3 separate regions of the Mus musculus genome follow, and all the other regions are linked to region 2. A link is a contact called in public Hi-C and promoter capture Hi-C data. All regions are on one chromosome and are shown on one strand. The core of a region is the stretch at or near the end of the contact, and the rest is flanking DNA. Distances in the headings are between cores, read along the strand shown. Region 1 overlaps Rcan2 (regulator of calcineurin 2). Region 2 overlaps Rcan2 (regulator of calcineurin 2). Region 3 overlaps Rcan2 (regulator of calcineurin 2).

Region 1 (3,877 bases), core at 152-2,651, 120 kb before region 2:
ATCCACCACAGTGCCTTACTCGGTAAGTCTTGGATGGAACTGGAGAATATACAGTTCTTTCTCTCTTGTATATGTGTGGTTGTTATCTCTATATGCATTTGTGCATTTGTGTGTGTGTGTGTGTGTGTGTGTGTGTGTGTGTGTGTGTGTGTGTGTGTGTGTGTGTGTGTGTTAGACTCTGGAGGTAGAGCTGGGTATCTTCCCCAATCACTTTCCACCTTATTCTTAAGACTTAAGTCTCTCCCCCTGGAACTCAACAATTCAATTAGGCTAGATGGACGGACAATGAGTTCCAGGGATTTATTGCCTTGCACAGCCTTTTTCATGGCTATTAGGGATGCAGACCTGGTTCTGGTGCTGGTGCAGCAAGCATTTAACCCGAGGAACCATCCCTTTAGACTCTCTGGTATTTGCATTCCAGAATGCTTTCAGAAGAGGTTGTAGCTGCTGGTCTAAGGACCACATTACACAAACGGTTGCTCTATACTGTGACAGTGTAACATCTCTGACTATTCTGCCAGCAGGGAACACACAATCCACAGTAATGAAACCAAAACACCCTGAAAACAGAATGTCTGATTTATTTTTATTTTTATTTTTTAAAGTATGATGAGAACTCACTCGACAGCAAAGCCTGGTCTAAACAATGAGGAGACCTTGTGTAATTTTACATTATACAATCTTTAATCATTTATAACCTTTCTTTAGCCTTTGAAGTACCTCTGCAGAGGGGGCAGCAGAGATATCCATGGATTGAATAACAGGAGTGTCTGTAATTCAAGCAGGATGTGCAGAGAGTCTGTTCCCCACAGATGCTTCATACCTTCCTTGAGAGCCTGAGAAATCCTAAAATCTGAAACACGTCTGATGCCAAGGGCTTCAGACAAGGAACTCAACTTGAAATACATTCACAGAAGGGACAGCTTTCTTTGCTTCTGATGATGCCAAACTAAAAATAAATAAACACATAGTGATCTTTAAATAGACCCAGTGCGCACTCATTGGAGTTTGATGTATACCGCTGGGGATGTTTTATGGGCTGTCTTCCAAGAGTTTCTGTCCTGCTGCAGGCTGGGTGGGAGGGGTGCCAACTGCTTTTCCCAGTGATCCCAGCAGAGCCCAAGGACACGGTGGATGGGCAATGGTTATTTCCTGAAGCTTTCTTGTCACATCTTGTGGGATGAGGTCAATGGCTACATCCCCACGTCCAACCATGTCTTCCAAAAGTGCCAACTCTAATCTGGGAGTGAGAGACTCCATTTAACCTGCAGATACCTACAGATGGGAGTAAGGAGGGAGGCAGAGACAATCTTACTTTTATTCGGAACAAGGGAGACTTTAGTCACCAGCTCTCCAGAACAACATTGGGTCTAAATGAGAAAGCAGCTTAGGGTTGTTACATAATCAGACCAAGCGTGACTCCTGGGGAAACACCAGCATGCATTTGGAATGGGGTTGCATGAAATGGTCTGAGCTAAAGTGAGATAGAAAACGGAAGATTTCACAACTGCATTCTAAGCTCTTTCTGACTGTAGTGGAGGCCTATTGAACAGTAAAGAATGCCATGCCTGATTACTGTTAACCTAATCAAAAGTCCACGACTAGGAAAGTTGTAAGCTCTGGGTTAGAACCTGTTTTGACATCTTGCTAAAACAGTCATGTTGTCAAGTTGCCTTATAAAACATTTATGCTTATATGCAAATTCTTTATAGTAAGAAGGAAGCAAGAGTCTCATTTATGCCATATATATGTAGAATTAATAACCCAAATCAGGAGTGTACCAGAGGCAATCTGCTCTGTTAGCTAACATCCGGCAGAAGACAGCTGCCCACTTAAGTTGGATGGTGTTCTTCAGCGCGTTTGTGATGCACACGCATACGCCACATCCCTAGCTTACGCCACATCCCTAGCTTTTTCATGCAGGGCTCCAATGCACAGCTGACTCACTCTGGATCCCACTGGGGACTGTGACTCTGAGTCAGCTGTGGGAAGACGTGCTATAGAAGTTTCCTGGCTGCCAAGATGGGACATTGACCATCAGACTCTGAATATTTGTCTCTCTTGGCTCCTTGTGGAGGAGGAGTGGGCTCTGGGGCTGTTATTAAAACTTTAACCCATTGGAGCTAGAGAGACAGCTCAGTGGGTTAAGAGCATTTACTCTTCTTATAGTGGTCCTAGTACCCATGTCATGTTACTTTTAAAACTGCTTGTGACTCAAACACTGCCTTAAGTTGACACTGTTCTGGCCTCTGCAGGCACATGGATGTGTGTACCCATGTAAATGTACACACACTTACAGGCACACACAGATGCACACAGACCTAAAGTGTTCTTAATTTAGAGATTGAGTAACATATGGCTTTTCCTTTGAACACAGAGAAACCATGAGGGGCTCCCCTGAGCTCTCAGCCAGGGGAACTCCATCCCTGCTGCTTTCTGAAGAGAATAGCAGGCACATCTCTTTCATATGCTACCTGGGCTGCTTACCTAACACCCACCTCCCCTCATCCAACACAGCCCACTTCTGTTGAACACTGATGGAGAAGATACACTGGGAAATGTACCCTCTGCCCAGTGTGCATTCCAAGCTTGGGTCTGCCTTAACTTAGATCCTCGGAAGGTAGATTTCGATGCTTATCTCCCTATAAAAACATCTGCTCCCAAGTTCTAAGATACAGCATATGAGAGTCACATTGTTTGATGCCAAATAGACAGTCATGGAGGAGAGTGCCCAGATTGTCATCAACTGTCTCACAGGAAGTTCCACATAAGCAAGAGTATGAAGACAGAGTGAGGCAGAACTCTTGATCTGAAAGGTATGGTCTACTCCCTGCTTTCTGAGAAGTACAGCAGCAATTACCCTCTTTTTCCTGTTGGGTTCTGCTTGTATGTAGGCTCAGAGCTCAGTTTTAAGGATGGCTCCAGTCACTGAACTCAAGTCCTTATGCTTGGGGCATAAGCACTTTCCCAACTGGGCTCTCTCCTTAGCTCTTATGGACTTTACATAGCACTACACAGTACGTACCACAGGGAACTCACAAACAATAAGACCTGCATCTTGCCCTCAAGGAACAGGATTGTAAACTATCCCAGGAGAAATAAGCACTTAAAATGCAGGTCTTGCCACTGCAGGTCTTGCCACTGCAGGTCTTGCCACTGCAGGTGACATCAGAGTGCTAGGCTAACAGGGGATGGGGAGGGCTTTAGGGATGCATAGATGACATCTGTGGGCTGGCTGGATTATCACCATTAAGAACTCAGGTGAACATATGAGGATGGTTCTGAGGAGAAGGGAGAGGAAGGTAAATATGAAAGAGACAGACAGACAGACAGACAGACAGACAGACAGAGAGTGACAGAGAGCTAAGACTGAGCTATCATCTCATATATCAAGAGTCTCAGTCAAAGGTCAAATGTGATTCTTAATATGGTCAGGTTTCCTGCTGCTGTTTGTGTGGGCTCTCTCATCGTTGTTTGTACAAAGATAAACAAGTATAGTAACGTGCCCCCATCTTCTTGATTATTTACTTAGAGATAAAGGAGACTGCAGAAAGTTGGTGGTGACATAGTTTCCCCTAGGTAGGGACCAGCTGTTTTTCCATTTATTATTTATTTATTTATTTATATTTATTTATTTCCTTCCTTACTTACTTTACAACCAGATTACAGGCTCCCTTCTTTCATGGCCCCTCCTTTGCCCCTCCCATTCACCCATGAGAAGGCAGAGGCCCTCCCTGGGTACCAACCCCATCTGACATATCAAGTCACTGCAGGACTAGACATAACCTCTCCTACTGAGGCCAGATAAGGAACAGGATACACAGGCAGGCAACAGAATCAGGGACAACCCCTACTCCAGTTGTTGGAAAACCTGCAT
Region 2 (3,593 bases), core at 936-3,435:
AGGGTTAGGGAAGCAGAGGCATGTGGCTCTCTGTGAGTTTGAGCCAGCTTAGTCTAATAGCAAGTTCCTGGCCTATATTCATTCATATGTGTATATATATATGTGTGTGTGTTACATATATACATAATATATATATATACACACACACACATACACACACACACACACACACACACATATATATATATATACACACATATGAAACATATATATGTAACTAATCTAAACCTCATGAATATGAGATTGGCATTAATCCATTCATTGGTGCTCAGCCATCATGAGCCAAATGCTTACCCACACTTTTGCAATAAGGAAGGGGGAATCTAAAATATGAACTTATACCGGGCCCTCAAGCTACAGAAGAGGAGATATTTCAGGTACAACAAGGAGGGTTCAAGACTACATACTCTGAATTACCCCAACACAGTGCTACAGGAAAAAAAAAATCACATTTGTCTTCCATGTGACACTTTACACAAATACTTCATTTTCCTTGAGGGCATTTTCTGCTGTTCAACATTGGCTCTTCCCTGCTTTTTAAAAGCAATGTGTATGCTTTATCCATGTTGGTATTCTCCGTTCCTGCTAGCACCTGGCACATAGTAGATGCCCAATAAATATTGGATGACTGACAATATAAATAAATGGATGCCTCAGATGTTAGCCTCCGTAGAGATGGTATCTTCAGCAGCAAATTGTTGCTCTCTGTGGCTTTAGCCAGACTGAGTCAGGCAGCAGTTAATTAATGTGAGCAATAACCAAAGGACTTCCAGCATTGCCATTAAAAATGATTTCATAAAGTTCATTTCTTTAATCCTTTGGCAGAACCCTTTTAATGACAAAGTATAACTCATTCCGTCTTAAGGGGTAATAATTACCTGAGTTCCAGTTTTTAAAAACAATACTACTATTATTTGTTTGAGAATTTCACACAAAGGTTTTTTTTTTTTTTATCATATTTACACCATCCCTCCCCATAATCTTTTTCAGGTCTACTTTTGTGTCCTTTAAAAAAAAAATCCTCAGAATTCAATTTTGTCCTATTCTTATTCTCATAGATATAAGACTATCCTCTGCAACACAGTCAAGCTACCAGGGCCCACACCCTTAAAGAAGATAGATCCACCCTTTCCCAGAAACCACCACGCGTTCATAGCCTCCCTACTGGGGTTGGGTGTTCATGATCCCCTTCTCTCTGTATGCTAAAAGATTTCGGCCTTGATCTTTGACGGTCTTGTTCGGGCAGCTACAGCTCCTGTGAGTTCATGAGGACAGAGGTCTTAGAGCATGCCCAGAAGGCACCGGCCCCACCTCATCCTTCCCACTTCTTTCCATCCCTTTTCCCGCAGTGACTCCCAATCTTGGAAGAGGTGGTGTGAATAATCCCTTGTGAGTGAACACTCCACAGGCATTTATTCTCTATACGTTGATCAGTTGTGAGTTTCTGAATTAACCACCATCCACTGGATATACCCCAGGCCTTTCTTCTCAAGGAGGGGCTACATCCCTGCTTTACTAAAATCGCTATTTGGGGCATGGTGCACAGAATTCACTCCCTTTGGCTCTGTTCACGGGCTGTTTACAGTTGCTAAGAAACGGAGGCTCTCTGTGCTTTGTTTAACACTGATGCTGAGGCTTCTGACCTGGTAACGAGCTAGAATTCTTTTTTTCTATTTGTTTTATGGTATCTGCTATTCTGAATTTGAGAAGCGGTATGAGGCTATATTCTTTTGGTAATGTAATAGGAAAGAAAGAAAAAAAAAAAAAAAAACAAAATCCCAGCCCAGCAAAAACAAGTGTATCCACAGCAGCGGGCATAAATGGCACATAGACTGCCAACCGGCTAAATGGGATGCTGATCTGAGCAAATGTGATTTGCCAGCCTTTGTTCTGCTCTCTGGAGGGCACAGAAGGTCATGCTCACTGCCACTGAGAATGCCCACAGGGAGATATGAAAACATTGTCTATTCTCTTCTCCCCTCCTGCTATTTTTAGCTCTGCATAGCGAGATCAATTTTAGTTAACAGCAGAGGAGAGTTTTAAATGGTGCTTCAGTTTCAAGTTGCCCATGTCTGCTATATTTAGATACCCTCCCCCCAACCCCCACGATTCCTACTCTATCAAAACATGTCTCCGTAAAGAAGCTTGGCTGCAGTCACTGCTCAGCACACAGACTCCCTTCAAGTGGAAAATATCTCTCACTAATTAATGTAACTCACAAGGAAGACATATCTATTTCAATCTCTGAGTCAGAGGTAAGGAGAATTCTTTTACAAATATAAATTGGCACTCATACTTTGGGTGTATGGTGTGGATACTGCATGAAGGATCATCCTTAAAAGTATGTTTTGTTATACTCTGCTCTTGGGTTATCTTGTGAATTGGGCCAGTGAGGTGGCTCAGCAAGCAACAGTCCTTGCTGCCTAGCCAGATGGCCTGAGTTCAATCCCCAGGCCCTACTTGATGGAAGGAGAGAACTGACTTCTGAAAGTTGTCCTCTGACTTCTACACACTCTGTGGTACATGCATGTACATCCACAGATCCACAATAAATAAATACATAAATAAATAAATAAATAAATAAATAAATAAATAAATATTTTTGTTTTTGCTTTTGTTTTAAATCTGGTGAACAGACAGCAACTAAACAGCTGTGATTGTCAGTGTTCAATACCCTTCGCCCTTCGTACCTGGTCTTATCTAGCTGAAAAGATCTACCGTGAAGTTGGGCTCTCTTCTTGCTTTGGGATAATGACTGCAACTCAAGGTGTGAGTTTGAGTCTAGACTGCATCGTTTATGTGCTGTATAATCTGAAGCAAGTTCCTTCCCCTTCCATGACGAAACCCACATCACAGTACTGTATAATACGCATTCACTTTCTATGTGACATACTTGGAGACCTAGCCCCGTGCCTAGAATTTAGTAAGTGCTCTGTAACAGTTCTCACGGAGTTGAAGGAGCACACCCAGTTTCCAGGACGTACAGTAAGCAAAGCAGACAGCTGTGCTAAACGGTGGTCAGCTTGATTGAAAAGATGGGACAGTGGGCGGAGTGTAGGGGGAACATTCATGGGTGTGTCGGTTACCACAGACAGAGACAGTAAAAGAGGCCTGCATCACAAGTGTAGGAATACACACAGAATTTACACGATGCTTTGGTCACAACCTGAAGGGACTCAGCACTGAGCGAAGCAGAGCCTCAGCTGCTCTCAGAATGAAAGGAGAGGCAAGATCATAAGGATTATCTGGTGTGGGCTAAAGAGGCTTCTCTTCCATTCTCCATCTTCTCCTCCTCCTCTTCTTTCTCCCCCTCCTCCTTCACCTCCTCCTCCTCCTTCACCTCCTCCTGCTCTTTCTCCTCCTACTTTACCACCACCACCTCCACCATCACTATCATCATCTCCTAAAGGACTTTGGGAACTTAAGCTGTTCCAGATACTGGAAGAGTACGAGGATGGGCTAGAGAGCATGTGCCATTCTATAACTAGGAACAATCTTTGGGTTTAATAGTTTCTTTGCCTTCCATCCTACTGCAGTGATTCCCAGCTGCCCTGGGTGTATGTAAACTTTACACAGGTGATTATTAGCAGATC
Region 3 (3,781 bases), core at 749-3,248, 99 kb before region 2:
CCCCCATAGGCTCACATCTTTGAATATGGAGACCTTGGTTGATAGTGCAGTTTGGGGAAGCTATGAAGCCTTTGGGAGATGCAGCCTTTCTGGAGGAAGTATGTCACTGGGGAAGGCTTTGGGGTATATAGCCTTCCCCCACTTTCGGTGTGCTCACTCTGTACATGAATAAAGATGTGATATTTCAGCTCTCTGCTCCTCCTGCTCCATGCTGCTATGCCTCTTCCAAAATTTTAGAACTGAAAGCCAAAAATAAACAACTTCCGTAAGTCACTTCTGGTCATGTTGTTTGATCACCACAACCCAAAGTGGCTAATATACATGATTTAGAGGGAATCCCCCAGGGAATCTGAATGCTGTGAAATGTGTCTGAAATTTACCTTCAGCACAAAAGATGGAAACTACCTCTGTTTGCCCCATACAAAAGGACCGCTCCTCTGAAGGGGCTCATTGCGGACAGGGCCTGGCTTAGAATCCTGGTGTTTCACACCAGCCGGCACACTAACTCTTTGTCCTTTGGCTGGGTTTTATCCACCTCCGAGCCTCATGTTTCTCATCAATAAACTTAGGGGTGACAGTCTCTCTTTCTCTCTCTAATTTTTGAGGCATCTGCTGTTATGTTTATGCTAGTTTTTCCCTCCCTCTGTTTCCTTACTCCCTATGCCTAGAGATGTGTGAAGCCCCACCTCACCCTCACCCCCAGCTCCCAAGAGACTCTTTGTTTGTTTGTTTGTTTTGTTTTGTTTTGTTTTGTTTTGTTTTGTTTTGTTTTTTCGAGACAGGGTTTCTCTGTGTAGCCCTGGTTGTCCTGGAACTCACTTTGTAGACCAAGCTGGCCTCGAACTCAGAAATCCACCTACCTCTGCCTCACGAGTGCTGGAATTAAAGGCCTGCGCCACCATGCCTGGCTCTCCAAGAGACTCTTAATAGCACACATCACATTGGGCTGATCCACTGCACCCTATAGCAGACACATGGGATTTTAGAGGGAGGCAAATGTTTACTGCAAATTCAGTGCCATTTTCAATCTTTGTCTAAGTGGTATCTTTGGTCTTTATGGGGGGGGGCGAGGGCTGTATTTGGAGATGCACTCAGCTATATAATATGAATGTTTTGCCATTCAAAAATTCTTTCTAAAATGACATTTGTAATTATTTTTCACTGTGGCAAAGGTGTTTGTTTTATTTCTGTTTTGTTTTGAGACAAGGTCTAACTGTATATCCCTAAATGAGCTAGAATTTATATAGGCAAGGTTGGCTCCAAACTCACAGAGATCCACCTGTCTGTCTCCCTAGTGCTGGGATTAAAGGTATGTGCCAACACACCCAATGGTATGTGTATTTTTATAAAGATAAGTACTGAAGCTTTTATGCATAGTGTCTCTGCCAGTGCAAACAGGCCTGGACTTTTAGGGCTATGGAAATACAATTAAGGAATTGCTAGTAAAGTTAATATATCATGGTGCCTGGTGCATATATAAACTTTCCTCTGAGGTTTCTCTCAAAGTTGCCAAGAATATTAGAGCACTCAATAATATTTTGTCCATAATTGATAAGCCAGTTCTTCCTGTGAATATAATAAGCATTATGTTGGGGGATTGAATATAGAGTGACTGTTTCAGTAGGATCACTCTATTAGTTAGGGTTTGCATTGCTGTGAAGAGACACCATGACCAAGGCAACTCTTAGAAAGGCAAACATTTAATTGGGACTGGCACACAGTTTCAGAGGTTCAGTCTATTATCATCATGGCAGGAATCATTGCAGCATCCAGGCAGACATGGAACTGGAGAAGCTGAAAGTTCTAAATCTTGATCCAAAGGCAGCCAGCAGAGGACTGTCTCTTCTACCCTGGGCAGAGCTTGAACCATAGGAGTCCTCAAAGCCCACTCCCACAGAGGCACACTTCCTCCAGCAATGCCACACCTATTCCAACAAGGCCACACCTTCTAGTAGTGTCACTCCCTGTGTGCCAACCGTTCCGACACGTGAGTCTATTCAAACACTGCAATCAGCAACGACCCATTTACCTTGCCCTCACTTTATTGTCACCTGGGCTACGAGAGCTTTAAAAAGAGTCGGGATTCCTTCCTTCGGTCTGTTTCAGAATTTTTAAACTTTTTGTCTTGAGAAAATGCCAGAGCCACAGGAAAACACAAAGACAATACAAAGAGGTTCCTTAGGGCCTCCCCTCAGCCTTTCTCAGTGCTAACAACTGACATAACCATAGCTGGCGATCAAAGCGGAGTCATCAACAATGAGAGTAATAATGTTCATAAGCAAAAGCCACTACTCTAGTCTTTCCTACTTTATTCTTTGAGACAGGTTCTCTCACTGAACCTGAGGCTCCCTGCTAGGCTAGACTGTCTGGCTAATGATGACCAGGGGACTGTCTCTCCCTTCCCTCCCAGTGCTGAGTTCTAGGGGATGGGACATGCTACACTGCTGGCTATGGAAGCAGAGGCCATGGGATCCTCATGCTTGAGCAGCAAGCACCCTGCTGACTGAGCTACCGCCTCAGCCCAGTGAAGTCCAAATGGTCTACCAAAGAGTCAAGGTTCTTAAAGAACCTCTACTCACAGTGATATTTATAGTTCCTTTTAACCATGGTCATTTATTATGCACACAGATGGACATACACACACACACCACATCACACACATAGATGTGTTGTACAAATGTCAAGCCCTCTTAAAAGTACACATCCTAAAAGCTCTACACTTTTAATAAGAGATTGTGATGTTATCAGGGCCAAAAAATGGGAATGGATGGGTAGGGGAGTGCGGGGGGGGGACTTTTGGGATAGCATTGGAAATGTAATTGAAGAAAATACTTAATAAAAAAAAAAGGAATGAAGAAAAGGAAAGAGAAAAAAAAGAGTAGGACTGACATTCAAAAGAAAACGTCACTGCAGGAAAGTGGCGGTTGACAGTTGCACAAAACACATCCTAGTTAGACCCCAAGTCTGGATGAAGATGCTGGCCATTCTTATTCCCAAGGCAATGAAGAAAGGTGTGACTCCCTGAATTAAGATCCATGTCAGCACTGGAAGGAAACACCGTGGATTTGTGTCATTTGTGCTTAAAATGTAGTGGTGAAAACCTGATAATATGGTAAGTTTTGTGTGTGTGAGTGAGTGTGTTGTGCATGATCACGGGTATGCTGATCATGCTGAAAATGTACATTAGCTACCACTATGCTCTATAAATAAATCAGCGCTCCCTTCTCTGCCACCGGGGAAATTAAACACTGTCCCAGCAAGTTTCCATAGTTTTTCTCTCTAAAAGCATGGAAATGAGCATTAATCAGAGATGCAGTGTGGGTGATAAGTAGGGCTTACCTCTCATTCTAGCATTTATTTTCTGATGCTTACTGTTGTTATCTAGGGATACTTGCAATCAGAACAAGTTCTGTCCCAGTCTGCATCTGGCTATAAGGACTGGTTAGTAACTGGGATTAAGAACATTCCCTGGCCTTATAAAAGAAAGAGTCCCCTTTATTAAGGGCAAAGCTTTCTCTTTGCCATACCAGTATGACTAAGGGTTGACTTTTGCGAGCCGGTAAGATCTCACCTCGTCCCATAAGTGAGACAGCTCCACTGTTTCTGGCTACTGATGTATCCTGGTGTCTCAGAACCCTCCGCCCCCAAATACACCCACAGAATATGACAAAGGCTCTGGATGATGCATAGGTGACTTGTCCTCAGAGACCTCCCTTGGTTTTCCCTTTTGACAGCTTCCTTTGCAGTAATGAGGCCTCTCTTTCTCTGGTCTCTTTAAGGT

Evidence for each region. Hi-C and Micro-C count contacts between places; a contact is called where the count stands out from the background. Capture Hi-C pulls out chosen DNA fragments and counts their contacts.
Region 1: a Hi-C map of cerebral cortex shows a contact between it and region 2, with 2.0 times the contacts expected there. The contact joins two enhancer-like sites. A contact is called at or near these places in 1 of 15 datasets of contacts at CTCF or cohesin (the NIH/3T3 cell line), 9 of 484 Hi-C or Micro-C datasets (the C2C12 cell line, cerebral cortex, embryonic fibroblasts and 5 more), 6 of 115 datasets of contacts at active chromatin or transcription factors (the NIH/3T3 cell line, a beta-TC-6 cell line, cardiomyocytes and 3 more) and 2 of 9 other capture datasets (liver and pancreatic islet).
Region 3: a promoter capture Hi-C map of pancreatic islet shows a contact between it and region 2. The contact joins two enhancer-like sites. A contact is called at or near these places in 1 of 15 datasets of contacts at CTCF or cohesin (the NIH/3T3 cell line), 3 of 484 Hi-C or Micro-C datasets (the HL-1 cell line and embryonic fibroblasts), 6 of 115 datasets of contacts at active chromatin or transcription factors (the NIH/3T3 cell line, a beta-TC-6 cell line, bone marrow-derived dendritic cells and 3 more) and 3 of 9 other capture datasets (adipose tissue, liver and pancreatic islet).

Annotation. Positions count from the first base shown.
Region 1 is chr17:43,903,165-43,907,041 of GRCm38.p6, forward strand. The region is part of intron 2 of Rcan2 (regulator of calcineurin 2); the gene reads left to right. Among named protein-coding and RNA genes, the nearest start is that of Rcan2, 100 kb to the left of the region's middle. Within about 2 kb of position 1,402, at least 29 of the 459 cell types and tissues checked have an H3K27ac peak or open chromatin away from gene starts, as enhancers often do. A contact at or near this core is called in the NIH/3T3 cell line and cerebral cortex, where this site is marked.
Region 2 is chr17:44,024,571-44,028,163 of GRCm38.p6, forward strand. All of the region lies in intron 4 of Rcan2 (regulator of calcineurin 2), which reads left to right. Among named protein-coding and RNA genes, the nearest start is that of Gm34857, 17 kb to the right of the region's middle. Within about 2 kb of position 2,186, at least 87 of the 459 cell types and tissues checked have an H3K27ac peak or open chromatin away from gene starts, as enhancers often do. A contact at or near this core is called in the NIH/3T3 cell line, cerebral cortex and pancreatic islet, where this site is marked.
Region 3 is chr17:43,926,238-43,930,018 of GRCm38.p6, forward strand. The region is part of intron 2 of Rcan2 (regulator of calcineurin 2); the gene reads left to right. Among named protein-coding and RNA genes, the nearest start is that of Gm34857, 120 kb to the right of the region's middle. Within about 2 kb of position 1,999, at least 3 of the 459 cell types and tissues checked have an H3K27ac peak or open chromatin away from gene starts, as enhancers often do. A contact at or near this core is called in pancreatic islet, where this site is marked.